Regions from separate parts of the Macaca mulatta genome. Here regions 2 and 3 are each linked to region 1. The links are chromatin contacts, called in public Hi-C maps. All regions are on one chromosome and are shown on one strand. Each heading gives the region's core, a stretch centred on a gene start, on an enhancer-like site or on the middle of the called end of the contact. The rest is flanking DNA. Distances are from core to core; before and after follow the strand shown. Region 1 holds the start of DHRS3 (dehydrogenase/reductase 3). Region 2 overlaps VPS13D (vacuolar protein sorting 13 homolog D). Region 3 holds the start of VPS13D (vacuolar protein sorting 13 homolog D).

The links. Hi-C and Micro-C count contacts between places; a contact is called where the count stands out from the background.
Region 2: a contact with region 1 is called in a Hi-C map of cortical neurons, with 5 times the contacts expected there. The contact joins the enhancer-like site here to the promoter of DHRS3 in region 1. A contact is called at or near these places in 5 of 14 Hi-C or Micro-C datasets (cortical neurons, fetal cortex germinal zone, fetal cortical plate and 2 more).
Region 3: a Hi-C map of fetal cortex germinal zone shows a contact between it and region 1, with 4 times the contacts expected there. The contact joins the promoter of VPS13D here to the promoter of DHRS3 in region 1. A contact is called at or near these places in 2 of 14 Hi-C or Micro-C datasets (blood and fetal cortex germinal zone).

What each region holds. Positions count from the first base shown.
Region 1 is chr1:228,099,605-228,102,304 of T2T-MMU8v2.0, forward strand. DHRS3 (dehydrogenase/reductase 3) reads left to right here and starts at 1,409. Exons shown (of 6, transcript NM_001260537.2): 1 at 1,409-1,783. The coding sequence starts at 1,589. It overlaps LOC144336139 (a long non-coding RNA gene), which reads right to left. Exons shown (of 2, transcript XR_013407642.1): 2 at 1,134-2,700.
Region 2 is chr1:228,400,802-228,403,501 of T2T-MMU8v2.0, forward strand. It overlaps VPS13D (vacuolar protein sorting 13 homolog D), which reads right to left. Exons shown (of 69, transcript XM_015113831.3): 32 at 2,050-2,183. Among named protein-coding and RNA genes, the nearest start is that of VPS13D, 92 kb to the right of the region's middle. Within about 2 kb of position 1,345, at least 6 of the 40 cell types and tissues checked have an H3K27ac peak or open chromatin away from gene starts, as enhancers often do.
Region 3 is chr1:228,492,400-228,495,171 of T2T-MMU8v2.0, forward strand. It overlaps VPS13D (vacuolar protein sorting 13 homolog D), which reads right to left and starts at 1,410. Exons shown (of 69, transcript XM_015113831.3): 1 at 1,328-1,410.

The DNA of each region.
Region 1 (2,700 bases), core at 159-2,658:
TCAAGGTAATTCTAGCTCAGATGAGCAATAAATATGCTCCCAGCTAATCTTTTGGGGATTTTATTGGCACCCGGAGCACAGGTTCCTTTCCCCTGACTACCCCCTCCCCTCAAAGCAAAGCCCTGCTCCCCAGCGGCTTCCCACAAGCATCGTGAGGGACTTGGGTCAGGCTTTTAAAAGTCCACTCTAAGTGAAGACAGAAGAGGTCCGGGCAAAGGTGAGGAGTGGCTTCCCGATCCTACCTGGAGGCCGGGGATGACCAAATGACCTCAAATAAACCCTGGGTGACCTGGTTGGATCAAGGCATGCGCAAGCTACCCCGGGCCTGCTCCACACGCAGAGGTGGTCACCTGGCCCGCGGGCGGCCCGGGCAAGGAGGAATGTCTCGAGAAGGCAGCCGGCTCGCTGGAGTCGGTTCCAGCGTGTTCGAGTTACAGCTGCGAGCCCTCAGGGACACCGGCGGCAAGTCCCGGCTTGCAGAGAGGGGAGCCAGTCCCGGGAGAGCGCGAGTCCCGGCGAGCCCGAGTGCGCGCCTTATGCGCGCTCCCCGCGACGGCGCAGGGGGAGGGGAGGCCGCAGCAGCCACTCAGAGGAACGGTAGTGAAGCCTCCCAACAACTTTAACTGTCAATCAGACTTAATGGGGTATTAAAAAAATGGGGGAAAAAGGGGCCGCCCTCTCTCTCCGAGACGCAGCTGCCCGGGGAGCGAATGAATAGGGCCGCGCAGACCAAGGCGTCCGATCCACGCGCGCTCCACACCCGGACCCTCTCCAAGTTGGAAAGGACAAAAAGAAGGCAATAAATGCTAAAAAGGGAGAGAAGGGGAGCTGGATCGAGCGGCAACTCCCAGCCTCTGCTGGAACAGAGAGGGGAGGGAGGGAGCCGGAGCGAGCGAGCGCGCGCGAGGGCGAGCCCTGCACGTAAAGAAACTGACACCCGGACCCCCCACTTCTCCTGCACGTTGCTGGCAATCAGATCGCGTTTAAGCAATTTCCTGAGCCCAAGAATAGCAATGAGTCGGGAGACTTTCGCGGGCTGAAATTGGGAGCTCCAAGCACTTTTGTCCCCCACTTTTTTTTTTTTTTTTCCTGGAGACGGGGTGGGGGTGGGGGCGCTACAATTTGGAAACAGCTTTTTTTTTTTTTTTTTTTTTTTTTTGTTTAATCTTGCACTTTGAAACCGCGGGACCGAGGCAGGGTGAGCGCGTGTGGTTGGTGCCTTTTTTTTTTCTTCCCCTGCCTGAACTCCTCTGTCAGTCTGTAAACATTACCTGAGAATTCCCCAGCCGAAACGGCTGCTGGGGCAAGAAACTTCTTGTTAGAACTTTCCACCTCCAGCTTCCCCCTCCACCTCTTTTACAGTCCCAACCTTAGGAGACGCTTTTTCTCCCCCAGAGGAGAATTTATCTTTTTTTTTTTTTTTTTCTCACCCAGTGCTTTGCATTTGGGAAGAGGTGATTTCAAGAGTGGCCAGGTGGGACGCCTCTCTCCTTATTCGGTTTACTATTTATTGTTCGGGGTGTTTTTTAATTCCTGTATTGCTCGGCCCGGGGACTTTCGCCCCCTGCCCGGCTCCGCGGCGCGGAGGATGGTGTGGAAACGGCTGGGCGCGCTGGTGGTGTTCCCTCTACAGATGATCTATCTGGTGGTGAAAGCAGCCGTCGGACTGGTGCTGCCCGCCAAGCTGCGGGACCTGTCGCGGGAGAACGTCCTCATCACAGGCGGCGGGAGAGGCATCGGGCGTCAGCTCGCCCGCGAGTTCGCGGAGCGCGGCGCCAGAAAGGTACCAGGCACTGCGACTCCAATGAGTGGGGGGCCGCAGGGGAGGGGGTGAGCCCACCTGCTGCCGCTGCGGGATCCCGCTCCCGGGAGCTGAGAGTCAACGGCCACCCCACTCCCCCGTGCCACCCACGAGTGCTGAGCTAGTCGGTTTCACCTTGTAAATTTCCCGGGCACCGGACTGTCTTTTTTGGCAGGTTCAGAGTTGATCCACTCCTTTGGGATCGGTGGCTGGCTGGCTATTCACCCCCACCCTGAAACTTAGGAGACCCACCCATTTCCCACATTCCTGCCTCCCAGAGGAAGGTGTTGTGCCCCCCTCCCCCGCCTTCCCCCCTTTTTCTTGCCGCCACCCTGGTGAGTGCAGGGTGTGCGCACTCCTGGGTAGAGCTGGGAGCCGCCTGCTAGCTGGCGCCTCGTATTTTCCTTGGCAACCCGCTACCCAGCCCCAACCTGGGCGGCTGCAGCTCTGAAGACACGAGAGGGGGTACTTGGTTTGGGTTTGAAAAGGGAAGAGCGGTCTGGCCGGACCGACACTGAGAGGCCCAGGTGTTTGGAAAGCAGGAAAGAGGAGGCCAGGGTAAGCAGCTACTGATAAAGAGCCCTTGTTCTCACCTTCAACCCTGTCCCCTCCCCCCAGCACACCCCTCAGGGATCTCTCCCCCTTTAGCTGGAAGGTGGTGCTGCAAGGAGGGTCCTGCCCACCAGACACAGCCTTTAACTTTTTGGTGGTTCAGGCACCCCTTGCTCCACGTTTTGGAGACCTGGTGCCGGAGAGCGGGGAGGGTGAGCAGGCTGTCACCCAACCCCAGCGCAGGCCAGGCTGACTCACCCGGTGACCAGAGCCATCGGGAGAGGGAGGCAGGCCAGGCTGTCTCCAGCCAGCCCTGTGAAGAGGAAGAGCGAAAACAGGGAATTAGT
Region 2 (2,700 bases), core at 95-2,594, 300 kb after region 1:
CTGCTGCCAAGAGCACAGGCAGTGGTTCACCCAGAGGAAAAGGCAGTTTAGCAATACATCCCAAAAGCCTTACGAATCTCACACCCTTTGATCCAATAATCCTACTTCTCTCTAGGAACTAGCAAAAAAAAAAAAAAAAAAAAAAAGATTCACTAAACCATTATTTAATAGTTAAAAAAAATTAAGAGCAGCCAAGGTTATATCATATCTACTCAATGGAGTATTTGCAGCCATTTTAAAAATGACAAAAAAGACCACACAGATTGTAAGAAGACAGTTACAACACAGACTGTGTGAAAATACAACCCAAAATAATGTTACTCCCCGACTTGAAGGAAAGAAACACACCAAAATGTCCACAGAAATCATATACGATTTTTGATAGGTTATTTCCCCTCCCCCATGATATTTTCATAATTAAAAATAAATACATTAATAAAGCTGGGTGATAGGTACATATGGAGTTCATGATATTATTCTGTTTACTTTGTATATATTTGAAATGTTCTATAATAAAAGGTTAAAAAATAAATACATTCATTGGGAGAGAGAAAGAAGGGAGAGAGGGAGAAAGGACTCCAATTCTAGGACCAAATTATTTTGCATGCTCAGGAAGAGCGCAGAGGAAAGAAAACAGCCATCACTTGGGTCCTTCTTACCCCTTCACCCCCTCCACCACCTTTCTGGGGCACACCCTAGTGCTGTTGAAAAACATGTGACACCAAGGTCCTTTGCCATATTCAAAATTCAAAATTCATAAGCTATAAATTCTCCCCCAATGATTTATCAAGCTGGTCTTAAAATTCAGACCCAATTGTGCTGTCTAAAAGGCAGGACTGAAAGGAGTTTCCAGCAATCTCAAATATTTTGCCATGTAGTTGTCCTAAGACTTTAGAGCAGAAAAGTTTCATTTTCCTTTTTCCTTCAGGGGTTTCTGCTACACAAAACCCAATTGTACCTGACAGTTCATTAATCAATCACCAAGATTCTCCATTCAAAGCTAGTATTGTGGTGGCTTGGAAGGCAGATGAATTGCAATTTCATGATCAACTCACATCACACCAGCATGCAAATCCTTCCTCTCAAACGGAGGTTTCTTTACAAGAGAGAAACAAGTGGTCAAGAAGTAGAGTCCCTACAGGCCTTATTCCACTGTTTGTCTCAAAACCATAAACCACATACTCCTAACAGTGAAAATAAGTTTTATTCGTTCAAACTTTGAGCAATACCACTGGAAAGAAAAGGGCATGAAAAGTCTAATCATAAAGCAAAAGGAACCCTGACCAATATGCTAACAGTATGGCATGGGGAATGTGAGCTGACATGAGTCAAGTACAAACATCTGACAGAAACAAGAACTTGCCACGGTTCCCCTTCTGTCTCCACACAGCATGGCTTAACAAGAGACAAAGCACTTTTGGCCTAATATTGCATAATGGCATTTTCGAGCTACAAAGGCCACTCCAGCACAAATTATCTTCTTCATGAGATGACATGAGAGCCTAAAGCACCACTATTATCCATGCGCTCCTTTCAGCCAGGCAGGACTCTGCAGAGCTGCCCTTTTATAGATCAGGTCTTCCTGAAAGGATAACATATAAGATCCTTAGCACTTTGTATAAATAGGTTTCCCTTCCCAAAGCCCTAGCTCTTCACAGGCTGCACTCCAGGTGAGGAGGGGGATGCAGGGGAAATGAGAACCACAGCCTCACCTTCATGCATGAGGTCTGCAGAACGAGAGGGCACGACAAGGGGCCTCATAGGGCAGTAGGGACTGAAGAAGTCTCCTTGAACTTCTTGAGGAAGAAAGGGTGTAAGAGAAAGAGGCAAATGCCCTCTGCATATTTATAGCCTAACACAGGGAGACTGAATTCATGCATTAGAATAGCCAGGGAGATTTGGGGAGAAAACAAACAGGAGAAGAGGACAAGGGTCTTCCAATTCCATGAATTACTTCCCCTAATGAAAGTTTAAGAGGTAAAATTATCTTCCAGATGCTTTTCTCGTGAGCCAACATGCAGTGCTGTGATCAACACATAGACTTCTTACCTCAATGCCAAACAAACTTCCTGAAAAGGGGCGATCAACAAACCGGGGCTTATAGGTGAGCACTGTGGTGCCTTTCAGAATAATGGCATTGGTGTCAAAGCAGGACACATCTTCAACGACCACAAACTCCGTGCCTGGAAAGGACAACATTGTCAATCAAGCCAGAGCTGGGAAGCTAGAAAACACCAGAGGCTGTTGCAAACGAGGCAGCCCATTTCCACCAGGCTACAACATGAACCAGTAAGATTTGTTCTGCAAAACGTCTGCTGACATTTACTAACACTGTCATCCTGAACCAATATTCTGCATCTGGCCATGTGCAGCTAAGCCAACAGAGCCCTGCAGCGGCAGGAAAGACTGGGATGTGATTTCACTCTTTAGAATATTTCTAAACTAGATAGAGAAACTGCACCCCAGTCCTCCTGGGAGGCCTAGGAGATATTCAGCAGTTCACAAAATCATCCTTTCTCTAAGTGATGACCTGATTGAAAATTCCAGGAAGAAGACTCAGGTACTAATGTTGGCCAGGCACTATGTATCTAAGTAGCTATTTACAAGGTTGTTTACAAAGAACGTAGACCAATTTAATGTCGAGATTTTTGAAATCGGTAAGTTTTCAAGTTATTTGTATATATTTAATAGTAAATTCAC
Region 3 (2,772 bases), core at 160-2,659, 390 kb after region 1:
CCAACTACCAATTATCTCCAAATCAAGGGAAACAACTGTCAGTTTGTAAACAAGTTCAGGCCCTACCCTACTTGCCCTAAATGGAAAAGAATGCAAAGCACAGATTTTAAAAGCATGAGCGGTTAGCACTGTAAGGCGCCCTGGTCGGTAAAATTGAGGCCCAAACCAGAAAGCACCCATGATTTGCTCTGCTAAGCATCTAGACCCAGCTTGAGGCCACTTCAAGGATTCCCTTGAGGAATTCAGTGTCAGCAAGGGCCGCCAGACTGGTCAGAATCCCAAAGTGTTTACACTCCGGTCCATCAGGGCTTCTGGGCAGCTGCCTGGCACTAACCCCCACCTGGGCTCCCCTACCCAGTGGGGCGGGTGACAGTAGGGATCAGTGCTGAGCCCACGGGCGGGCAGACAGCCGGGCATGACCTTGAGCCAGGCCCCTCCCCTGAGGAGCGGCCAGACCGGGAATAGGAAGGACTGGCAACCGGACCTGGGCGTCCCTCCCCGAGGCGGCCGGTACTGAGCGCTGCCAGCGCCAGGGAGCTCCAAAACCGGGGCGGGGGCGGCTGTCCGACCGGTGGCCCCACAGGGACGGCACTGCCCGGAAGGCGACGCTCCCACAACCTTCCCGCCCCCAGCTCTCGGAACCCTCAGCCCCCTCCAGGGAAAAGAGACACAACGACCCAGGTAAAACCTGGAGGGAACGGCGCCGGGATCCCACACCTAGGAGGAGTGGCTGGGCCAGGGCGTGACCCTGGGGGGCAAAAGGTAAAGAGAAGTTTTAAGCCTGATATCTCCGCCCCAGAGTGTGACCTCGGGTGGCTGATTAAGGCTAAGGCATTCTAGGGAACTGACACCCCACTCCTGGGCGTAATGTGGGGAACTCGCACACTAGGGTCCTGCATTGAGACTACGGCTCAGGCGGACAGGCGCGGACTGACATCTCCCAATTCCAGGGCGCCAGGCTGCTGGGACCCCAGAAAGTGTGCCGGCGTCCAGCAGGGGCTCGGGCTCCCCAGGACACGGACGTCGGGGTTCCCAGAGGTTCAGCCAACTCCGAGCCTGTGCCTGGGGTGCTCGCGGGGACTCGGACGCAGGGGTCCCCGGAGGTGGCGGGCTCGGGGCCTTCGGGGGAGCAGACGCCCCAGGGTTACCCCGAGGGGCTCAGACCAAGGCCGGACGACAGGGCCCCCAGGCTCCCAGCATCGCTCTCCCCCAGGGTGGGCCCGGGCCCCCAGGTCTAGGCGGAGCTCTAGCGGCGGCCCGTGGATCCGCGCCGGCCCTGCAGTTCCCGGCCCGGGCACCGCCCGACGCGGCGCCGCTCGGCCCCTACCTGTCCCGGGCCGCCCGCTCCAGCCCGGCGCTGCGCGGCGCTTCCTCCCCGCCGCTCCTCAATGGCGCAGGCCCGCGGCGCTCAGCCGGCCCCGACGCGACCAATCGAGCGGCCGACGCGCCGGTGCCTGGCCAGCCGAGCGCCGAGTTATCGAGGAGGCGCCCCCTGGCGCCGGCGACCGCTCCTGCAGGGCCGCGGGCCCCTCCAGGGTTTGCGAACACTGGGGCCTATTTTATAGGTGGGGAAACTGAGTCCCAAGGGAGGGCAGGGCCACAAATGACTTTGGTTCAGACAGCATGGGAACCCAGGATTCTTCCCACCTACAACCACCCTGCCTTCCATCCACGCGAAAGGTGCAATCGGCCGTCCGTCTGGGCCACTCCCCCGCAGTCCGTTCCCAACTTCGCAGCCACAGGGGCCTGTGAATTCAGACCCTGCCCTTCCCTGCTTAAAATGGCGTCCCAACCGTACTTCAATTAAAACCCACCTCCTTACAGAGCTGCCACCAAGGTCCCACTAGATCTGGTCCCTTCCCATTTCAGCCACTTTTTCCCCGGCCGCTCTTGCCCCGGCATCCTTCAGTTTCTGCCGCTGGAACTGTACATTTGCCGTTCTGTCTACCTAGGACCCTTCTCCCCAGACCAATAGAAATACAATGCCAGCCACATAGGCAATTTACATTTACTAGTTGGTACATTTTTTTAAAACGAAAAAGAAGAAAATGAACTTCATTTTAATATATTTAATCTAATATGTTCAAAATATGATCATCTCAACATGTAGCCAAAAGAAAAAATCACTAATACAATATGTTAATTTTTTTATAATAAGTTTTTGAAATTCAGGTATATTTTATATTTACTGCACATCTCAGTACAAACTAGCCACGATTCCAGTGCTCAAAAGCCTCATGTGGCCAATCCAGAGCTACAGAATAGCTCTGGATATTAATATAGCTGACTCCCTCTGGCTTCAGATGTTGCACTCAGAGAAGACTTTTGCCTATCTACAGTTTCATTATGACTCACGCCTGTAATCCCAACACTTCAGGAGGCTGAGGGGGGCAGATCACTTGAGGTCAGGAGTCTGAGACCAGCCTGGCCCACATAGTGGAAGCCCCATCTCTACTAAAACTACAAAAATTAGCCGGGCGTGGTGGTGCACACCTGTAGTCCCAGCTACTGGGGAAGCTGAGACAGGAGAATCCTTTGAACCTGGGAGGCCGAGGTTGCAATGAGCCGAGATCGCCCCTCTGCTCTCCAGACAGAGCGAGACTCCCTCTCAAAAACAAAAATAAAAATAAAGTTCCATTCTCCATTACCCTGTTGTATTTTCTTCATGGAACCTAATATTCCCTGAGCTTATCTTAGTTGTTTATACATATGTTGTTCATTCCCTAGTACCTTGAAAACAGATATTTTATCCCTTTCACAGTGTTTCTTCAA